Linked DNA regions of Acanthopagrus latus: region 1 is linked to region 2. The links are chromatin contacts, called in public Hi-C maps. All regions are on one chromosome and are shown on one strand. The core of a region is the stretch at or near the end of the contact, and the rest is flanking DNA. Distances in the headings are between cores, read along the strand shown. Region 1 holds the start of ap3b1a (AP-3 complex subunit beta-1). Region 2 holds the start of wdr41 (WD repeat-containing protein 41).

The links. A called contact is a pair of places that touch in the nucleus more often than the background predicts.
Region 1: a Hi-C map of muscle shows a contact between it and region 2, with 4 times the contacts expected there. The contact joins the promoter of ap3b1a here to the promoter of wdr41 in region 2. A contact is called at or near these places in 2 of 4 Hi-C or Micro-C datasets (liver and muscle).

The regions. Positions count from the first base shown.
Region 1 is chr12:25,236,292-25,240,425 of fAcaLat1.1, reverse strand. ap3b1a (AP-3 complex subunit beta-1) reads left to right here and starts at 1,395. Exons shown (of 27, transcript XM_037116845.1): 1 at 1,395-1,713. The coding sequence starts at 1,577. It overlaps LOC119030067 (secretory carrier-associated membrane protein 1-like), which reads left to right. Exons shown (of 9, transcript XM_037117403.1): 9 at 1-590.
Region 2 is chr12:25,104,730-25,109,319 of fAcaLat1.1, reverse strand. wdr41 (WD repeat-containing protein 41) reads left to right here and starts at 2,596. Exons shown (of 15, transcript XR_005078152.1): 1 at 2,596-3,024.

The sequences.
Region 1 (4,134 bases), core at 146-2,645, 130 kb before region 2:
GTGAAGTGTCGTAATCCACAGAACAGTTCTGCTAAACATCTGAAGCAGCTGGAGACTTTATGATGACTTGACAACAAATAATGTCTCCATACAGCTCGTCCAGAGTCTACTGAGGCCTTGAGGTCACAAATTGGTTCAAAAAGACTTTATTTACTCTGTTTTAAAAGTTGGATTTTAGATGTTGGGTGAACTGTTCCTTTTATGATAATCAGACTGAGCTGCAACAGAATTTTGCTGTTTATTTTAAAAAGATAAATGTGAGAACGGCGTTAGACTGCACTGCAACGTGAACTGTGATGTTCTGTCGATGGACCGTGGCTTTAAGCTTCATAATCAACATGGTTTGTGGTAGAAACACTGAGAATGAACTCAGAAGCATCTCTAACATTAAAACTTTATTGAAATTATTGGTAAAACGTAGTGAGGAATGTTTGTATATTTTGTACAATTTACAGACGGTCGGCTGTTTGCTCTGAATTTTGCTGTAATTTTTGAAAAGCACTCTGGTTTCACCTTCAGTCGCATGTTGAGTAGTTTTGAGTTTTGTATATTTATTGTATTAACACTGAATAAAACTCTTCTTCTGTACATGTTTTATGGTTTCTGTTTGTGTGTAAAGGATCGTCCAAATAGAAAATAAACTAAAAAAGTCAAATATTATTTTTTTTTCCCTTCAGTGAATAAACAAGCTGTTCTCAGGAAAATAAGGTCACAGAACACTGAGGCTAGAAAGATGGCAGGGTCCGCCACATTATAAACAAAGTTACACAGTGAATGAAATTGTGTTCAAAAGCACACAGTACAGGATTAGAAATGTCTTTACATGCGTGTATGTACTGTACACCAATTATTGGATTTAATATTCAGAATTATTCTGATTATCTAAATCAGTGATTGAGATTAAGCTAAAATAAATTGATTTTAAAATGCAGTCCTTTGGCTCTGATGCAACATGTAATCTGTAAAGTAACTAGTCACTGAAGTTGTCACAAATTAAGTAAAAGTAGAAATATGTTCTTGAAATGTGGTGAAGTGGGAGACTAGTAGCAGGAAATGGAAATACTCGAGTAAAGTACAAGTAACTCGAAACTGTACTTAAGTTACCTTCACTGACTGTTGTTGACAAAATAAATGCCAATAGTTTCACCTCAAATCATTTAAAAATACAACGCTTATGTTATTGATTACCAATAAAATAGATTTTTCTTTAATTTACGTTAAAAAAGAAACGTTGATTAGTACGTAATGTTCTTCATCTCTGACAAATTCCAAGTGCCGTTCGTTGTTACCATGGCAACAGGACGGCTCGGGGCGTGTCCAGCATAGATCTAGATTTTCTTAAAGGTACAGGCACTGTGAGTGTCAGCACACGGGTCTCTCTAGTTTATGTAGATCTATGCTCCGTGTGCAGCTGCAGCCCTGTCATGTGACACCGACTTGTCCAGCTCACACTTCCGCTTCTGCGTGTAAAAGTTGAGTGAAATCTCGGAGAAGTTTACAGGAAGACTGTTGCCAAGTTAATGAGCACTTTATAAGTTTGTGCGAGTTTAAGTTTATTTATCGGGAAGTTGTTTGAATGCGGAACATGTCGACGGCGGTCCTGTACAACGACCAGGGAGGAGCGGAGGCTGCCGTGGAAGCGGGTCAGGAGAGCACCCCGACCACCTCCAGCACCGGAGCTGCCTTCGGACTCTTCAGCACTGACTTCAAAAAGTAAGCTAGCTTAGCAAGAGTTCCGCCTGCTGTTAACGCTGTGAGTTTGTACTGAAGTTGAGCAGTTATGGTGAACTTTATGGTGGAGCTGACCCGAAAAGAGCCCGGAATGACCCCGCAGCATCAACAAGCTAGGCGGTGATGGCGACTGACCGTTAGCTGCTCGTTGACTGTCAACATTCTAAAACCGTTGTCGAGACGTTTTGTTTTCGGTTGTGTTTGTCCCCTGTGTGTCACTGTACTTTGACATAAACTCACTTTTTCACAAGAGACAGCAGCTGCAACATAAAGTCTAAAGTTACGGGCAGAAATCTGCAGATTTGATCTTGTTTATCATGAAATTAACTGCATTTAAAAGTAGCTGCACACCTGGAAACGGTTTCTCTTCCTCCATTAAGGTTGAGGATGTGATTTGGGTGAAGTGTTGATGCACGATATGGATTTATTTCAGCCGATAACCGATAATTACCTGCTTCTCTTGGTGATAAGATCAACACCATCAGTTCCTAACCTGTAGTTAAACACACCTGAAGGTAAAAAGGCTAAGAGACAAAATGGATGATGCAGTGATTTCTTCTTCTTCTTCTCCTTTTCTTCTGTGTTTTTCTTGGCTCTTGAACAGCAGCTGAGTCAGATTTTGTAAACACTGCTGTAAATAAGCCAATTAAAACAAGGTGACTTCACATTATTGGCTCTTTTCATCAGCTAGAAACTACATCCATATCAATAAGTAGCTGATAACATACCTTTCCTGATATAAGGATTCGAGATTCAATCTGTTGAGAATGGATCAACTAAACCCTGAAATATTCTGGCATCCAAAATCCCAAAACTGTAATATTTGTTTTAATTTTGACATTTCAATTCACTTACTTAGTCTCAAAAACCTGGAAAAGAATGTGAGATGGTGATTAGATGAGATATTTAATTAGAGTTCACTCAAACCTCTTCAGTTTCATACTGTCAGTGTTTTGGCAGCAATTCATGTGAAGTTTAGTTGGTGACAATGAAAGCGGGACTCAATAACAAAAAGCTTCATGCATTAGTATAACATTTGCAGAACATTGACAGCTGCAATGATTGATTGATTAGTCGTCAACAACTTTGTGTCATTTCTTGATTAGAATAAGAATCTAAATTCTGTGCTGTCAGCTTGTTAAATGTGAATATTTAGTTGTTTCTTTCCTCCTATATGACAGTAAACTGAATATCTTTGGGACATTTGAGGACGAAACACTGATTAACGTTTTTCACCATTTTATGACATTTTATAAACCAAACAAGTTATTGATTGGTCATGGAAATGAGCGGCAGATTAATCAGCAGTGGTGATATTAGTTAGATGCAGCCCTGTAGTCTGATAATAACATCTGATCTGTCAGCGTCGGTTCATTAACCAGTTCAGCGAGTCTCTAATCTTTGTTTCGAGAGCTTCATATGATGTGTACAGCTGTGACTTTCTTCAGAGACAGCTGCAATGACATCTGGTCTCCAGACTTCAGACTGAATGATCTCTGCATTTCTGCACAGTATTGATAAGTAAAAAGAAACCATACTTATTTTGTAGATTGAGGGTTTTCAGCAGGTTAACGCACTGAAGTGATCTTCAGACTGTTGTGAGGAAGATATAACACGGTCCATCTTTAAAATTTCAGGTCAAATTTCTATAAATTCACATAACAGAAATTACTTTCAAACCCAGTACTATTAAAAAGAAACAACCGATTACCAAACACCCTCCTGCAGCACATCGGTGTTAAACCTGCAGAAATCGAGCTGTCGTGTCCAAACCACATGGAAATGATAACAGCATGTCAGCCTGCAGGTGGATCCACTGACCTCTGCATGCCTCAGCACTCTGCAGCCACAGGCCAGAACAGCAACACCAGGAGACAACTGCAAAGCACTACTTGTAAAATGTAAAAACATTAGTTACACACCCTGAAATGTGACAGAGCGTATCTTGCATGAAGTTCCTCTAAAAGCCATAACTTTAATATTTGATTATTTTTTATTTATTTTATCAGAAATATTCCCACTGAGGTTAAATGCCTCTTTTACAAGGGAGTCCTGGCAGAGAAGGCAACAAGAAGAACAATTTTATTGTTCTGTATATAAGTGTTGAGTTTTGACCTCAATAAGTGTTTTAGCTTTCTGTATGCACCATGCAGAAAGCTGTGCTCTGCTTTTCCAACATGGCAGCATAGAAAGTGTTTTAGCAGTTATATAAAGTCAGTGATTTATTACAAATGATTGAATTTAATTTCATCAGAATGGTTTCAGAAATCTTTGTCTCCGCTGTTGATTATGGTTCTTAGGAAGAATATATATTCACATTTAACAAGGAGGTTGTTTTAACCTGTTTTAATCTTAGAAAATGCTCAGACCAATTTGATTAATTTAATACTTGACAACTAACAA
Region 2 (4,590 bases), core at 1,347-3,846:
TGAACTGTAATTAGTGTTGATTATCTTATTTTTCATCTGATGACATCATCAGATCAGAACTTTAATTTCTGCAAAACTTTAGTTTATGGTCAAACACAACCAGAACTAAAACATGAATTATTAATGATTGTAAAAGTGTTCAGATATTACTTTGGTAAAAGTGAATATATATAGTATATATATCAAATTATTTTGATATTAATGTACTTTAATTGTCTAAAGTACAGGTACAAGTAAATAATACGTATTTTTACATGTACGTTTATATTCTGGTTGATAAATTCAACATGATGATCAGAATTAATGTGTGTTTTTTGATCCAACTGGTGAAAAAACAATATTTTAAAATGTGTGTAATTTGTGTAATTTGAACGCAACAAACGTTTTTGCTTTTGTTGTCTTGTGTGGAGGATTTATGTCCTCTAGCAAAACAAATTTAAATAAATACGTCGTTAATAAAGTTTGCACATAATATTGTGGAGTACAAAGTGAAATGAATAATATTTGACTCTCAGATTTAGTGGAATTGAAAACCTCAAGCACACTGTGTTCAAATGTACTTAGCTACATTCCATCACTGGCTAATTAGCAGACATTAGCATGCTAACAGAGAGCTAAGATGGTGCACACGTTAAACATTAAACTTGCTAAACGTCTCATTACGAGCGTGTTAGCATCCTGACATTAGCAGTTAGCTCAGAGCGGCGCCGAGCCCGAGTTCAGCCGTCCTGCAGCTTCGGTTCTCGGCTCACGTTCCTTCACATCCTCTGAATTAATCACACAGACTCACAACACTTCTCTACATATTTGACCTATTCATCCAGACATCTGACACACAGTTAAACAAACAGAGCGCCGCCCGTCCCCAAATCTAAAACCCATTCCCGCCACCTCACCCAATCGCTCTCCCCTAACCCCCTCCTCCTCTCTGCAGCTGCCCTTGAGCTTTTCTATTACCGCATGGAAAGCACCTCGCAGCCCCTGACAAGCGCGGCGGATCGACACTAAATCAGAAATCAGTGCCAGCCGCAGATCTGAGCCACCATGAAGGTCACAGGCCCTACACTGCATGTCGTCTCAATCGGGGGAGCAGGAGTAGACACAGCTAGGGTGATGTGTGACTGTGTGTGTGTGACTGTGTGTGTGTGTGACTGTGTGACTGTGTGACTGTGTGATGTGTGTGTGTGTGTGTGTGTGTGTGTGTGTGTGTGTGTTAACAGAGGAGGAGGATGGAGGATGATGTGAAGAGAGAGAGCAGGTCAACATGAACGCATGAGTCCTGGTGGAAGACACAAAGAGAAAGAGTGAAATCACACCAGTATCAAACAAACCGTTTTGATTTTCGTCCATCAAGATTTATGCTCATGATTCAGATCAATACAAGAGGAGGCACCTGGTTCTCTCTGGTTGGTGGAGGTGTGAAGCTTCCTCTCATCTCATGGGATTGTCACACACTGCCATCTAGCTGCATGAAGCAGGACGACGCCTGTTTCAACAGCAGCTGACTGTGCTGGAACTTCATATTTCACCTCCAAAAACTCAAAATAAAGAGAGTTTTACTTTGGATGTTTGAGCTTCATCGTGCAGACTGATGTTTTTTGTGACGACTAGTTTTGAACACAATCGTCTGACAAAGACAGACTTTTAATGGGAAACACTTTTAGATAGAAGCGTCCTCAGCTGATTACAAAAAGTTAGATAATTAAATTTATGTTTAAATATTGAAACGAGACAAAATGCACCAAGTGTCCATCACTGACATCTGAACATTCAGGTTCAGGTTCAAAGTTCATTTCAAAGTTCTTTAGTTCTCACAGTAAAAACAAAAGCAGGTAGAGCTAACATACATTTTTATTTGGAGTTTTTCACTAAAATTTTAACCTCAAGTTAAGCAAATGTTTTAATTGTAACAGACTTTGCACAGATGAATTGACCTTGAAACATAAAGTAAACAAACATACTGGGTACTTGGGATGATTTTAAACACACATGCAGACAATTAAAATGCAATTTACCATTTTATCAATCAACCATAAAACAAAACAAACAATATTTTAAAATTCTTCACTTAACAGTTAACTTGTTAAAATGGAGAGAATCTGTGATAAAACATGATAATATCTGTTCACACAGGTGCAGACTTTTAACTGTCATGTTAGTGAAGATACTTAATATCAATAATAATAATAATAATAATAATAATAATAATAATAATAATAATAATAATTGTTGAAAGTTGAGTTTATATAGTGATAAAGCAGTGATTTTTGTCAGTCAGACCTGGCATAGATTCTGTGATGATAAGATTATTTAAGAATCATAAGAATCATTCTCTCAGCATAACATCAAACCCGCATATCCAGATTTAATAAATGAAATTCTCATTTATTATTATATTTAATAACTGATAATTCAGACTGTTTTGGTCCTTTAAGCTGATTGGTGTGAATGAACGTGTCCTCTGATATTTATTCTGTTTAGCTGACACACATGAACACATGATGAATTCTTTCTTTCTTCCTTTTTTCAGTGACAAAATAAAAAAACAAACATAACCAGCAGCTTGTTTATCGGTCTGGATGAATCACGTCCCTCCAAAGCTTCCGTAGTTTGAGTCACATGAGCGGTTTGTTGTGGTTTTCAGTGAATTTAACCTCTTTTAAAAACATCCAGCTGGCTCACAAACTGCGGCTGTAACATCACATTCACTGACGTTTGTTTGAATTGTCCGGTTAACGTAAAGAAGTGTGTCATCTTCTCATAATTACCGATAATTACGGGGATATTTAATCGAGCGGAAGCGTCTCGTGTTTCTGTTTACGACCGTTACAGCGTCATAACGTTAGCTTGTTTGTTATGCTAACGTTCGCGCTAGGCTAGGCTAGGCTAGGCTAGCTATGTTTCCGTCTGGTTTTCACATTAATATATAAACCGACTTCATTCTGCTTCTTAACGTTAATCGTTAACACTGACGTCATGCTGCGGTGGATCCTCGGTGGTCGCGAGGCTCAGGGCTCCGCGGAGGTAAGAGAAGTACCGGGAGCTAACGTTACCTGAGACAAGCTAACGTTTAAAGTGTTAGCTAGCTGTCAAGAACATTAAAATGAACAAACTCTGAGGTAATAAACTACAATTTCAACACATTCAGAGTGAACAAACACGTGTAATAAGACACGAGACATGAAGCTGCTGTCACGTTACTCCACCAGCTTCATGTGTAATTTGTCTCTTTACTGTTTTTATCTCGATATAATGAATGATGATGATGTTTGAACTGATGCATCATGTCACTCTCTGATCTCCACAAGCTTCATGTGTCTGTGAACAAAATATCTGTGAGACTGACGAGCAGTGATGGAAGTAACTAAGTACATTTACTCAAGTAATGCAGTTCTAAGGTACTTGTACGTCTAAAAACTGAGGGAAGTATTGTAGTTTTTACTCCTCTACATGTATGAAGTGTTGGGCAAATTACTTTGTATATGCAAAACATGACATATGATTTTTTACCTTCATTTAAAAGTTACGACGTTACTGTCTGAGTAGAGTAATAGATTACTTACTTACTGTTATGAAAAATTCAGCTGAAATATATGAATGTCCTCGGACAGACAAATGATCACAGTCTGATATATTATGAGACCAGAATAAATATTTTTAGTTTAGGCCTTCTGTAAGATTTTCCTATAATGACACGACAAGACAAACATCTCTTCTTCTTCTTCGGCATTTTTACATGTTGGACATTTATCAGACGCTTCTGTACAAAGTGATTTACAGTAGTTCATCCACACACTGATGGTGGCGGCTGCCATGAAAGGTGCCGCACATCAGTTCAGTATCTTGCCCAAGGACACTTCAACATGCAGACCAGGGGAATTGAACCTGCAACCTTCTGATAACAAGACACTGGCTGTACTGAGCCACAGCCGCCCCATTTACACCACAGAGACTGAACACAGAACTTAATGATATTATAAGTAATATGTAAAAAAACAACAACAATAAACAGCTCAGTTCAGTAAAGGGGATCGTAACATGTTACGTGATATAACTATAGTAATATATTACTGAAATGTTATTAGTAACATGTTATTTTACGAGAAGAGAAATATACTGATGTGTTACACCAACACTGCCTTTATTTAAAGTTAGTAAGTAAATAGTTTATTTGATAAAGCAGCATTCACACAGCGAGGTCACAAAGTGCTTCACAAATACGAAGCAGTGTTTGAAATGTTGAGGAATCCTGAAGGATGATCGATCGTGTCAGCAGTTTCATACTGAACAACATCCACTACATCTCATATATGTTGAACAGATAATCCATTTTTTAAATTTTTGTTCAAGAAATTGCTTCAAGTTTGCATCCCTACTAATTAATTTGTGGAAAAGTTACAAAATAAATTGATTAACTTAGTTGTCAATTATTAAATGAATCCCCAAATATTTTCATAATTGATTTCAGTTAATAGAAAATAAAAAGTAAGTAAGAGATCTCTGATTGCAGCTTGTTAGCTGAGAATATTTTCTGGTTTCTTTCTTCCTCTGTGACAGTGAACTGAATATCTTTGGACATTTGAGGACGAA